Linked DNA regions of Mus musculus: all the other regions are linked to region 3. Evidence: chromatin contacts called from public promoter capture Hi-C data. All regions are on one chromosome and are shown on one strand. The core of a region is the stretch at or near the end of the contact, and the rest is flanking DNA. Distances in the headings are between cores, read along the strand shown.

What was found. Promoter capture Hi-C pulls out the DNA fragments that hold promoters and counts their contacts.
Region 1: a contact with region 3 is called in a promoter capture Hi-C map of pre-B cells, with 4 times the contacts expected there. The contact joins the promoter of Det1 here to the promoter of Fanci in region 3. A contact is called at or near these places in 11 of 39 promoter capture datasets (the 3T3-L1 cell line, the C10 cell line, the HPC-7 cell line and 5 more), 1 of 484 Hi-C or Micro-C datasets (liver) and 1 of 9 other capture datasets (adipose tissue).
Region 2: a contact with region 3 is called in a promoter capture Hi-C map of pre-B cells. The contact joins the promoter of Mrpl46 here to the promoter of Fanci in region 3. A contact is called at or near these places in 13 of 39 promoter capture datasets (3T3-L1-derived adipocytes, the C10 cell line, cranial neural crest and 8 more), 9 of 484 Hi-C or Micro-C datasets (CD4 T cells, CD8 T cells, embryonic stem cells and 6 more), 2 of 115 datasets of contacts at active chromatin or transcription factors (large pre-B cells and pancreatic cancer cells) and 3 of 9 other capture datasets (adipose tissue, liver and pancreatic islet).

The regions. Positions count from the first base shown.
Region 1 is chr7:78,845,777-78,848,820 of GRCm38.p6, forward strand. It overlaps Det1 (de-etiolated homolog 1 (Arabidopsis)), which reads right to left and starts at 1,435. Exons shown (of 5, transcript NM_029585.3): 1 at 1,331-1,435.
Region 2 is chr7:78,781,547-78,784,864 of GRCm38.p6, forward strand. Mrpl46 (mitochondrial ribosomal protein L46) reads right to left here and starts at 1,543. Exons shown (of 4, transcript NM_023331.2): 1 at 1,261-1,543; 2 at 1-40. The coding sequence starts at 1,482. It overlaps Mrps11 (mitochondrial ribosomal protein S11), which reads left to right and starts at 1,585. Exons shown (of 6, transcript NM_026498.2): 1 at 1,585-1,877; 2 at 2,027-2,134. The coding sequence starts at 1,813.
Region 3 is chr7:79,390,580-79,393,844 of GRCm38.p6, forward strand. It overlaps Fanci (Fanconi anemia, complementation group I), which reads left to right and starts at 1,759. Exons shown (of 38, transcript NM_145946.2): 1 at 1,759-1,812. It also overlaps a transcript of Rlbp1 not described here.

The sequences.
Region 1 (3,044 bases), core at 185-2,684, 550 kb before region 3:
TACAAATGGCCAACAAAGAAGGTTTGCACATCAATAATAGAAAGAGAGAGAGAGAGAGAGAGATCTATCTCAAAAGCTTGGAGGTGGTAGTAGTGTTCTGGCAAAGGCTTTCATAAAGAGCAGCATAACAGATTCCCCAGGACCACAAAACAAACAAAACCCTTACAACACATAGTCAGGGTATTGTTTTGCAATCCTTTTGTTTCAAGCTTATCCTCATACAAGCTACATCCATTGGATAAAGATCTAAAAGGCTTGCAGAGCCGCCAGACCAGAGGGAGTCAGGTCTCTAAACTACCACCTCTGGTTGTTTTTTGGAAGGAACCCTTCCCTGAAAGCCACTCGCTCATTTGCATATTGCCTAGAGCCACTTTAGCCCTAGGAAAAGAGCAGAGTGACTGCAACAGACCACACACTGAACTCTACTATCTGGTCTTTTGTAGACACTAAATTCTTCACCTTTGAGAACTGTCTCCAATATCAGCCTCATCATCCTGTCTTTGAAGGCCTTCCTTCACTTAGTGAGACATAGATTCCAACACACTAGCCACTCAATTGCAACTCTCTGTATTTTACTAATGTGTATATTTATGGTGATCTCTCTGGGTCAAGTATACACTTATCTGTTGTATGCCCACCACAGTGCTTAACACGTAGCAAGCTTCCTTCTTAAACGGTGGGCATACCTCAAGCCATCTTCTTGGCTAACGTGGGTAACCACAGGGGAACTTTCATTTTCCGGAAGACATTCTCTCCGGTCCACGCCATAAATTCTCTCGTTGCAACGTTAGTAGTGTCAAGTTTTGGGGAAGTCTTTCTGACCACCCCACCTAAAGGACTCATCTTTTTCTTGTTTCTTTCTCTAGTCATCTGTCACATTTTTTTTTTTTAATTTACACGGTCGCTTGCATGGTTGTGTTTAATGTTTGAGTCTCCTCGTTGAACTGTACCCTCTCTAATGGAAGTAACCAGGTCTACTTCGGTCACCGCGGTATACTCTTCCAGCCCTGGGGCTGGCACATGGTAGACGCTTTGGTGCGGTGCGGTCTGAAACGAAAGCCTGGCTAAAGCGGGTCACTAATTGTGTGAACGCAAGGTTTATTCCTCGTTGGAGCAAGTGCACATGTCCCCACACTCTTGGCGACTGCTTCCAAAACAAGAAAAGGATGCCAAGAGGCAGACACACATGCCCATGGTCGCCCCCGGAAAGAAAAGCCCAGGGCGGGGCCTCCCCGGGCAAAGCCGGGGGCCGGAGCTCCTGAGACCCGGCGAGCATGCGGGGAGGAGCCCGCCGCGGAGCTCTCGCGGGCCGCAAAGGGCAAGTCCTCACCTGTCGAGTCCTGGCTCATGGGGCCAGGGCAAGGGTCGCCCTAGCCTGCTCCGCGCACACCTCCCCCGGCCCCGCCCCCACCATGCCTCGGGACCCCGGCGTCGGCAGCCACCAGCCCGGGTTTCCGCCCGCTACCGGAAGCGCTGCGCAGCGAGAAGGGAAGATCGGAAGATCGAGACGCCATGCAGCTAAGGAGCGGCGCAGCGCACCCTGGCGTCCGGAGGAGAGATCGAGACCATAGAGGCTGGATAAGCCCCGGACCAAGTGATCCAAGGCACGTTCATAACTACTATGAGTAGGAGTTAAGTTTTCACCTGCTTCTTGCATACTGGTGGAAGATGGATTATACATGCACCATGTCACTGCGTTTTCCATGCTCGTGGTTGCACGTGGGGATACAATAAAAGCTTCTGTACTAAATGAATCCAATACCATTGACTGGCCTTTTCACCTACACGTTACTTCATTTAATTTTCTTTTTTCTTACAAGCTATTTCTTCCCTGTGAGTCGGTGGCTTCTCTCCTTTGTGCTTGCGTGTGTGTGTGTGTGTGTGTGTGTGTGTGTGTGTGTGCGCGCGCGCGCGTTTGTATTTGGGTGTATGGTTTATTTTTGATGCTTTGGCAGGAAACCAAACCCAAAATATCTTCTCTTAAGGCTTCTGGGTAGCCACCGCCACTGTTCACCCACCACTGTCAAATATCTGTTTCTGTTGATGTGTATTGCTTTGTTGTGTCTCTCCTCCCTTTGGTAGATTATAAACTGAGAACAGGGATTTTTGTCTTATTTTCTGTTCCAGCCCCACCTCCCACCCCATAACAAGGTTTGACATCTTATAGAATCTCAGTAAATATTCCATCAGTAATCCATTGTGGTCTATCTCTTCTGGACCCCCATGCCATCTCCATTCTATATCCCCAGCTCTTCTGAGACATAGGATATAGAATTAGAGGCTAGGTTGAGCCTTGCTCTCTCTCCCAACCCTCTCCATACCCAAAGGACTCAGAGAATGAATATCTCTGCAGACCAACACATGAGAAAGGGATATGTGTTGACTTTGACCAGGGAGAGAGGAAAATTAAGGTCTAAAGGGGAAAGGTGACTTGGGGATATAGACTGACTATGAAGAGAATGATAGGTTTCTGGCCCAGTCCTACCATTTCCAGGCTCAGTATTCTTAGGTGCTGGCTTTAGAAACCTCATGCCTTTTTCTGGAAAATGACTATACCTGCCTCTTAAGGTTATCCCAAGTATTAAACCTGTTAGCCCTAAATACTTGAAGTCTTGATAAAATATTACTAAAGCTTTCCAGCCACAACTCTCTTCCTTTCCCATGATGAAACTGAGACCCAAAGGGGACATACATCTCTTGCACAAGTTCATACAAGAATAAGAGCCAGTAGGGGTGGGGCCACAGATTATAACCCCAGCATTTAGGAAGGGAGGCAGAGGAATCAGTAGCTCAAGGCCTGTCTTGGCTGCACAGCAAGTTGACCTTGGCTACATGACACCTTGCCCCAAAGCAAAGCAAAATAAACATGGGACAGGGCTGTGCTAATACTCAAGGCATCAGGTCAGATCCCAACTCGGACAGGTGGGTCCCCATGTGGCTTCAAGACACGCATCAGCTTCTCCGAGTCTGGGTTTTTCTTTTTGTATTTTTCATCTCTAATGTGTACAGTGTTCTGACTTCGTTGTAGAGAGGTCAGATAGAAG
Region 2 (3,318 bases), core at 293-2,792, 610 kb before region 3:
GGAGCTCATGGTCTGAATACAGGCTTCTCTCTACCTCGATCTGGGAAAGGGAAAAGGAAAAGGAAGAAGAAAAAAAACAAAGCTTCTGTGACCTTGACAGGCTCAGACGTACAACTCTTAACACAATCAGAAATAGAATGAAACACTATACAGATTTAAAAAAAAAAAGCCCACTGGATTGTAAGTAGGCAGTAGGAGAACTTCATTAAGACTGTCAAGGAGAACAGAGGGCACTGAAGACCCACTTCCCACACACTAGGTCTACTCGTCTCTGATCAGCATCTATTCAAGGACTTTCCTGCCATGAAGACTTTCCAACATCCTTCTTCCTAGTCTCTCTTTCTCCTCATGCCATTTCTTCCAGATTTCTATCCATCCTTCTTATTTCAACTCAAATACCTCTTTCTCAGAAAGATATTCCTGGATACTTCTCAGGAAAATAAAACCTATGTGGTCCTGTGTAAAACTCTTCTAGTACTCTATGTTTTCCTTAATAGCACTTACCAAAGTCTATAATTAGTCATAAGACTGGTTACTGATTGTATCCCTAATTCCAGTACCTGGAAACTCTCTGCGAAGCAGAGCGATGTGCCTGTCACATCCACAACTGCCTATCACTTTGCACACAGACGCACAGTATTGGCTACGAATACCTTTATGGTGAAAGAAAAAGGACTACCAAAAAAAAAAAAAAAAGTCAAGTGAGTGAATACATTGAGCAAAAAGCACTGACGGGAGTTTCCATTAGTATTCTCCAGACAAAAGCCTTTTGGAGTCTAGGGATACGGAAGACCTTCCATCACTATCTCCTGACCCAACAGCAACAACACTTGGGTTTTTTGTCTTTCACAGAAATTGCTCCCTGAGGTAAAGCAAACTTTACCGCATTATCTTAAGGATGTGCCCACAGTCACCACGACTTTCGTCCTAACATCACAAACACTTCTCTATAGTCTGAGAGCTCCTAAGTTAAAGGGAGTGATTCCTGTTTGCCCCCGGATCCCTACAGTATTGAATGAACAAGAAGGAAGCTATCCACACCGAATGATCAAGAGAAAACAAGCCAACTAAACTCTTTCAACACCTGCTATATCCTAACCCAACTCAGTACGGTAACTTCATCTTGCAGATGTCACTAAAGGTCGAGAAATGAAACGTTTGCTCAAGGTCACACGAAGTACCAGAGTCTCCATGGAAATCAAGACCTCCTTGATACTGTTGCTTCCCTCCGCCGCACCAGGAAGCCCGTGACTGCCTTACCTGCTGTAATAGACCCGCCATCTCTTCCTGCAATGGAGTGAGCGCCTTGGTGATCAGCGGTGGCCGCTGCAGACACAAGGCGCCCGACAAGCGCCATGGAGACCGGCTGCTTGAGGACGCAGCCTCAAGGGACAAGCCACGAGAACTACCTGCCCAGAACCTGTCAAGCTGCCGCCAGCCTCTAGCCAGCCCTAAAAGAGTACGCCCTACGGGCGCCGCCATCTTTCTGTCTTCCCACAAGGTACCGCGGCGCCCGGCAGAGCCCTCAGCCAACCCCAGGTTCCCATGAGGCAACGCGGGCCGGCGAGGGGCGGGTTTACCGAGTGGAATGAACCATTCCCTTTGGGGGAGGTAGGTGAAATTCTAGTGTTAGACCACTAGAAAGGGGAAAGTTCCTACATAAATGGTTTTATAGAGCTTTAAATTTGAAGAAAAAATACTTACAGGACTATTTAAGAGCAATCAGGTGATTTCCTGTCTGTGAGCACCCCCACAGAGGCTCATGGTGCTGGCTCGAGCTAAGCCAAGCGCCGCGGAGGGTCAATTTCAGTCATGCAGGTTTTAAGAAACTCCGGGTCGTGGCTCCTGCGGTCCTGGGCTGGACATGGAATGACCAGGTAAGGATTACTCTTTCGAACCCACTGTCACTCTCGAGCCTGCCCGCCTACCTTCCTTCCAGACCTATGTGCCACTTGAACCCCCCAAAATACCGTTAATCCAGTCCCTCATCGTACTCTCTCTCTCTCTCTCTTTTTTTGCCCCCCAGGTTTGTGGGCATTGCCCCAGCTAAGAATATCCACACCGGAGCCCCGAGATTAGAAGACTCAGCTGCCAGGCAGAACACTGAAAGGGAAGCGGCTCCAAGTCGCTTCAGGTGAGGGTAAGTGGATGCAGCGCTCTGGAAAGTTGCATCCTGTGACTTCTGCCCGACACCGTCCAAAATCATAGAAAAAGTTAATTCCTGGCTGTCATTTGCCATCTGTGGGAGCTTGTGCAAATCAGCACACTATACGTGGAGATAATGCTTAGAGGGGTTGTTGGGAAAATAGAGGGATGAGCAGGGGCATAAGGTAGCTGTTCAATTAGCAACTGTTAGCTAAGTGTCCAATGTATATAAATACCAGCTTTCTTTTCCTTGTGAGATAAGCTTTAGATCCGACTAGCAGCTTTCTCTGCCTCCAACATAAAATGTCTTGAAGAACCACACTAACTGCACATCTAGATTGTGCCTTTCTTAATTTCGTGCCTAGCCCTGGGACCTGGCATCCTGCAGCATCCCACTAGTAGAAATACTTAATATGCAGGCGGTATATATGTTCACTTACCTTCACATCTGTTTAACAGTTACAAAAGCTACTACTACCTGTTGAGTACCAGGATAAATACAGGAAATATAGGTTATGTCTCCCCAGAAGTAGTACACAACTTGCAAAAACAACACACAGGCAAATGTATTAACCATAATCTGATCAAAAGGATAATAGAGGTAAGAACTGGCTGGACATTTAAGAGAGTAAGGCACACTTGAGGAATTCAGGAAAGACTAAGTACCGTGGACTGTGGAAGTGACTAGGATCTCAGCTGGACAAGATCATTGTGATCGTGGCAGGCAAGGGTAACGTCTGTGGAAAGGCAGGCTGTCAGAACTGGCTTGTGATGCCTCTAGAAAGGCATTTCGGAACCTGTGGGTTGCAACCCCTTTGGGGTTCCTAAGGCCATCAGAAAACACACATACATACGTTACGATTCATAACAGTAGCAAAATCACAGTTAGGAAGTAGCAACGAAAATAATTTTATGGCTGGGGGTCACCACAGTATAAGGAACTGTATTAAAGGGTCACAGCATTAAGAACACTGAGGACCACTGCTCTAGAAGGATCCAAATGGCAGAGGACAGCCCTGTCTCCCTAGAGCTTTTACACTTTATCCCCTGCAGGCAACGAGGAGCTACTGATGGAATTTGATCCAGGACCGTTGTAGCCGTTCATTTGGCAATCCCAGACACTACTAGGATTGTTGGGGTTCTGTCCCTGCTCCAACAGTAAAGCAGGCAATC
Region 3 (3,265 bases), core at 509-3,008:
TCTCTCTTCACTTTCTGACTTTCTCTCTCTGACCCCCTTTTCTCTCTCTGACTCCTTTCTCCCTCTCCTGCCCCACTCCATGTTCCTGGCCAGCGTCTTCTCTTTGTCTCTTTGTTCCAGCTCCATATCTTTCTCTCATTCTATCTCTCCCCTCGCTCTTTCTCTGTCTCTACTCCCTTCTCAACCCCCCTTCAACAGAATAAACTCTATGCTATACTAGACCTATGGCTGGTACCTTGCAGGGAAGGATGCCTTAGCGTGGGCCCACTGAGGTACCCTAACCCACTGCACCGTACCTCGCTCTTTAAAACATATTGTTGACTTTACAAAACACATCAAGGCCAATCACAGTTATGTCGCAAGTTAAAACCCAGCCTGGGCTAAGTGGGATCCTGACTAAGAAAACATAAGCAAAAAGTTAATGTTGCCGGGCGTGGTGGCGCACGCCTTTAATCCCAGCACTCGGGAGGCAGAGGCAGGCGGATTTCTGAGTTCGAGGCCAGCCTGGTCTACAAAGTGAGTTCCAGGACAACCAGAGCTATACAGAGAAACCCTGTCTCAAAAAACCAAAAAAAAAAAAAAACAACAACAACAAAAAAAAGTTAATGTTAATAAAAAAACAGGTAGCCAGGCAATGGTGGCACATGCCTTTAAACCCACCATTGGGAGGCAGTGGCAGGTGGATTTCTGAGTTCGAGGCCAGTCTGATCTACAAATTGAATTCCAGGACAGCTAGGGATATACAGAGAAACCCTGTCTCAAAACAAAACAAAAACCAAAAATTAATAAATAAAATAAATTAAAAACAGGTACTATGTTATTCATGTATCGGGGTAGACATTCATACAAACAATTTAATAAGTGTTATTAGATGCACACATGGAATGCTTATTTAATCTGTATAGATTGTTAACAGATTTACAGCTGAATGGTGCAGTCCTAGAAGGAGTTTGGAACTAGAAGGAGTTTGGAAGGAAGGTTTTGTGGGAAGATGGGATGAAGCCATCTGTTTCTTTAGTGAAGTAAAGGATTCCCCTCAGGGATCGCCCTCACCCTCAGCTGCTGGTTTTTAACAACTTCTCATATTTCAGTGTGGAGACCTAAATGTAGAAGAGTGATTCCCGAGAGGAATCCTTTGCTTCACTAAATAGTAATGCCTCTGCTTCTCCTCTACCATCCTAAGCACCTTCACATGCTTAGCTAGCCAGGAGCTTGTTGATTCTGGGCACTGTGCACAAGCTGCACCCTCAATCTAAAGTAGAATTTCGGTCCACTGCTTCATTGATCTTGACGGTGCACTCAGGTGGTTATTTACGAATGTATTGAACATTCACTGCTTCTGGGACGGACGGACACACACACTCACACTCACACTCACTCTCACTCACTCACTCACTCACTCACTCACTCACTCACTCACTCACTCACTCACTCACTCACTCACTCACTCATGCGGGCGCGCGCGAGGTGCTTCCGATGCAAAAGACCTGACCCTCCATCAATTGGTTCAATCTCTTCTGCACTGACTTCAACTACAGAGCTCTAAGAAAGCTTAACCCGGCCATACCATAACGCGCATGCTACTCTGAGGTTCCCCCCAAAGCGTGTGAGCCGGTTGCACCTCCCTCTCCCGCGAATTTGGGCCATCATCTCCGCAAAGATTCCCCCACTTTGTCATCTAAAATGGTACGCCCTACAGAGTTAGGAAGTCGGAAGTGCACCTCGGGGGCGGGACCTGTTGCTCTGGGCAACGGAAGTGCGGCTGCGTGGAGTAGAGCGGGAATTTTGGAAGGATCCCGAGCTGAGGTTGAGGTGACTGTTCAGGGTCTGTGCTTACAAGGAGGGAGGAAGTGGGACGGTGAGGACAGGCAGGGTCCCCTTGCGACGTGGCGTCCCGCCGTGCCTGGTTTCTGCGCAGGGGTCGGGGACATCAGCTTTGGCGGGTTTTTGCGAGGCTCGCTCCGTTCTGCCCTCCCTATTGGCCCTGCCCTGCAGTGTCAGCGCCTGCTTCTGGAGGGTCCCGCAGCCGGGTTTCGCGCGTGGAGCCCAGTGCCAGTGGGAAGAGAGGCCATTGACTTCGCATAGGATAGGCAGGATACTCAAGACGTGCACTGTCGAGCAGAACGGAGCTCCAAAAGCTAACGACCCCACCAGATGTTTTATTTAATTTCTCCATTTACATAGCGTTTATTTTAATATACAAAGCAATCACCCAGCCACCACTATAAGCACTTAGTATATTTTCGGCACCGTATATAGAAGTTAAGGTAGTAAAATCTACATTAGCTGCCTTATTTTATAGTTTCTGTTTCCTTTTAGTTTTGTTTTTGAGTCAGTGTCTTATATTGGCTACAGAGTGTGCCTGGTCATGTTTCCACCTGAGTGCTGGGATTACAGGAGAGCATCAACATGCTAGGTGTATACAAGTCTAGGGTTATGACGTCATCCAGCCCAGGGCGGCAGGCCTGCTAGGCAGTTCTACCGGCAGAGTTACGCCCTCTGGCCCACATCAGATATTTCTTATGTCCTTAATATAAGCTTGTTACTGTGCTCAAGATAACGATAAACCAAACTGGAAATACTCATGGAACTGTAGACCAGTGGGGGACCTAGCCATTAATTTAAAATGTAATATTAGAACTTGCCGGGGGAGGGAGGGGGGCTGGTGAGATGTCCCAGCAGTTAAGAGCATTGACTGTTCTTCCAGAGGTCCTGAGTTCAATTCCCGACAACCACCTGGTGGCTCACAACCATCTATAGGAGGATCTGATGCCCTCTTCAGGCAGGGGGATGTATATGCAGCAGAGCACTCATACATCAAATAAAATTGTTTAAAAAGTTAGTGACATTGTGGAAGGAATTTCACTGGTGTTTGTAGAGGAGGTAACACCGGAGCATCTGAGAGAGAGTGAGTTGAGCCGAGGTCTGAAGACTTTGTAGAAATTGAGAGCAAGGATGGGTATCTTTGTTTCAGATGAGAAATCGTTTATAAGGGTGTTGGGGATTTGAAGGACAGAAAACAATTTATTGTTCTTAGAAGAGTGATAAAATCAGAAACAGAATTAGCTCTGTGTACCTTTTCACGACCTCCGGCTTGGGTGGTGGTTACGTGCATAAGAACATCCTTGGTAGAGAAGGAGTGAAACCCAGCATGAAGCACCCCAGCTTCAGAGTGGCTTAGAGCTGTGGAGAAGCTCGCTGCGTTTGTAGACTTTGGGTCTGGTTGATTCCACTATCTGATTTTTTTTTTCTAATTCCTTATTTA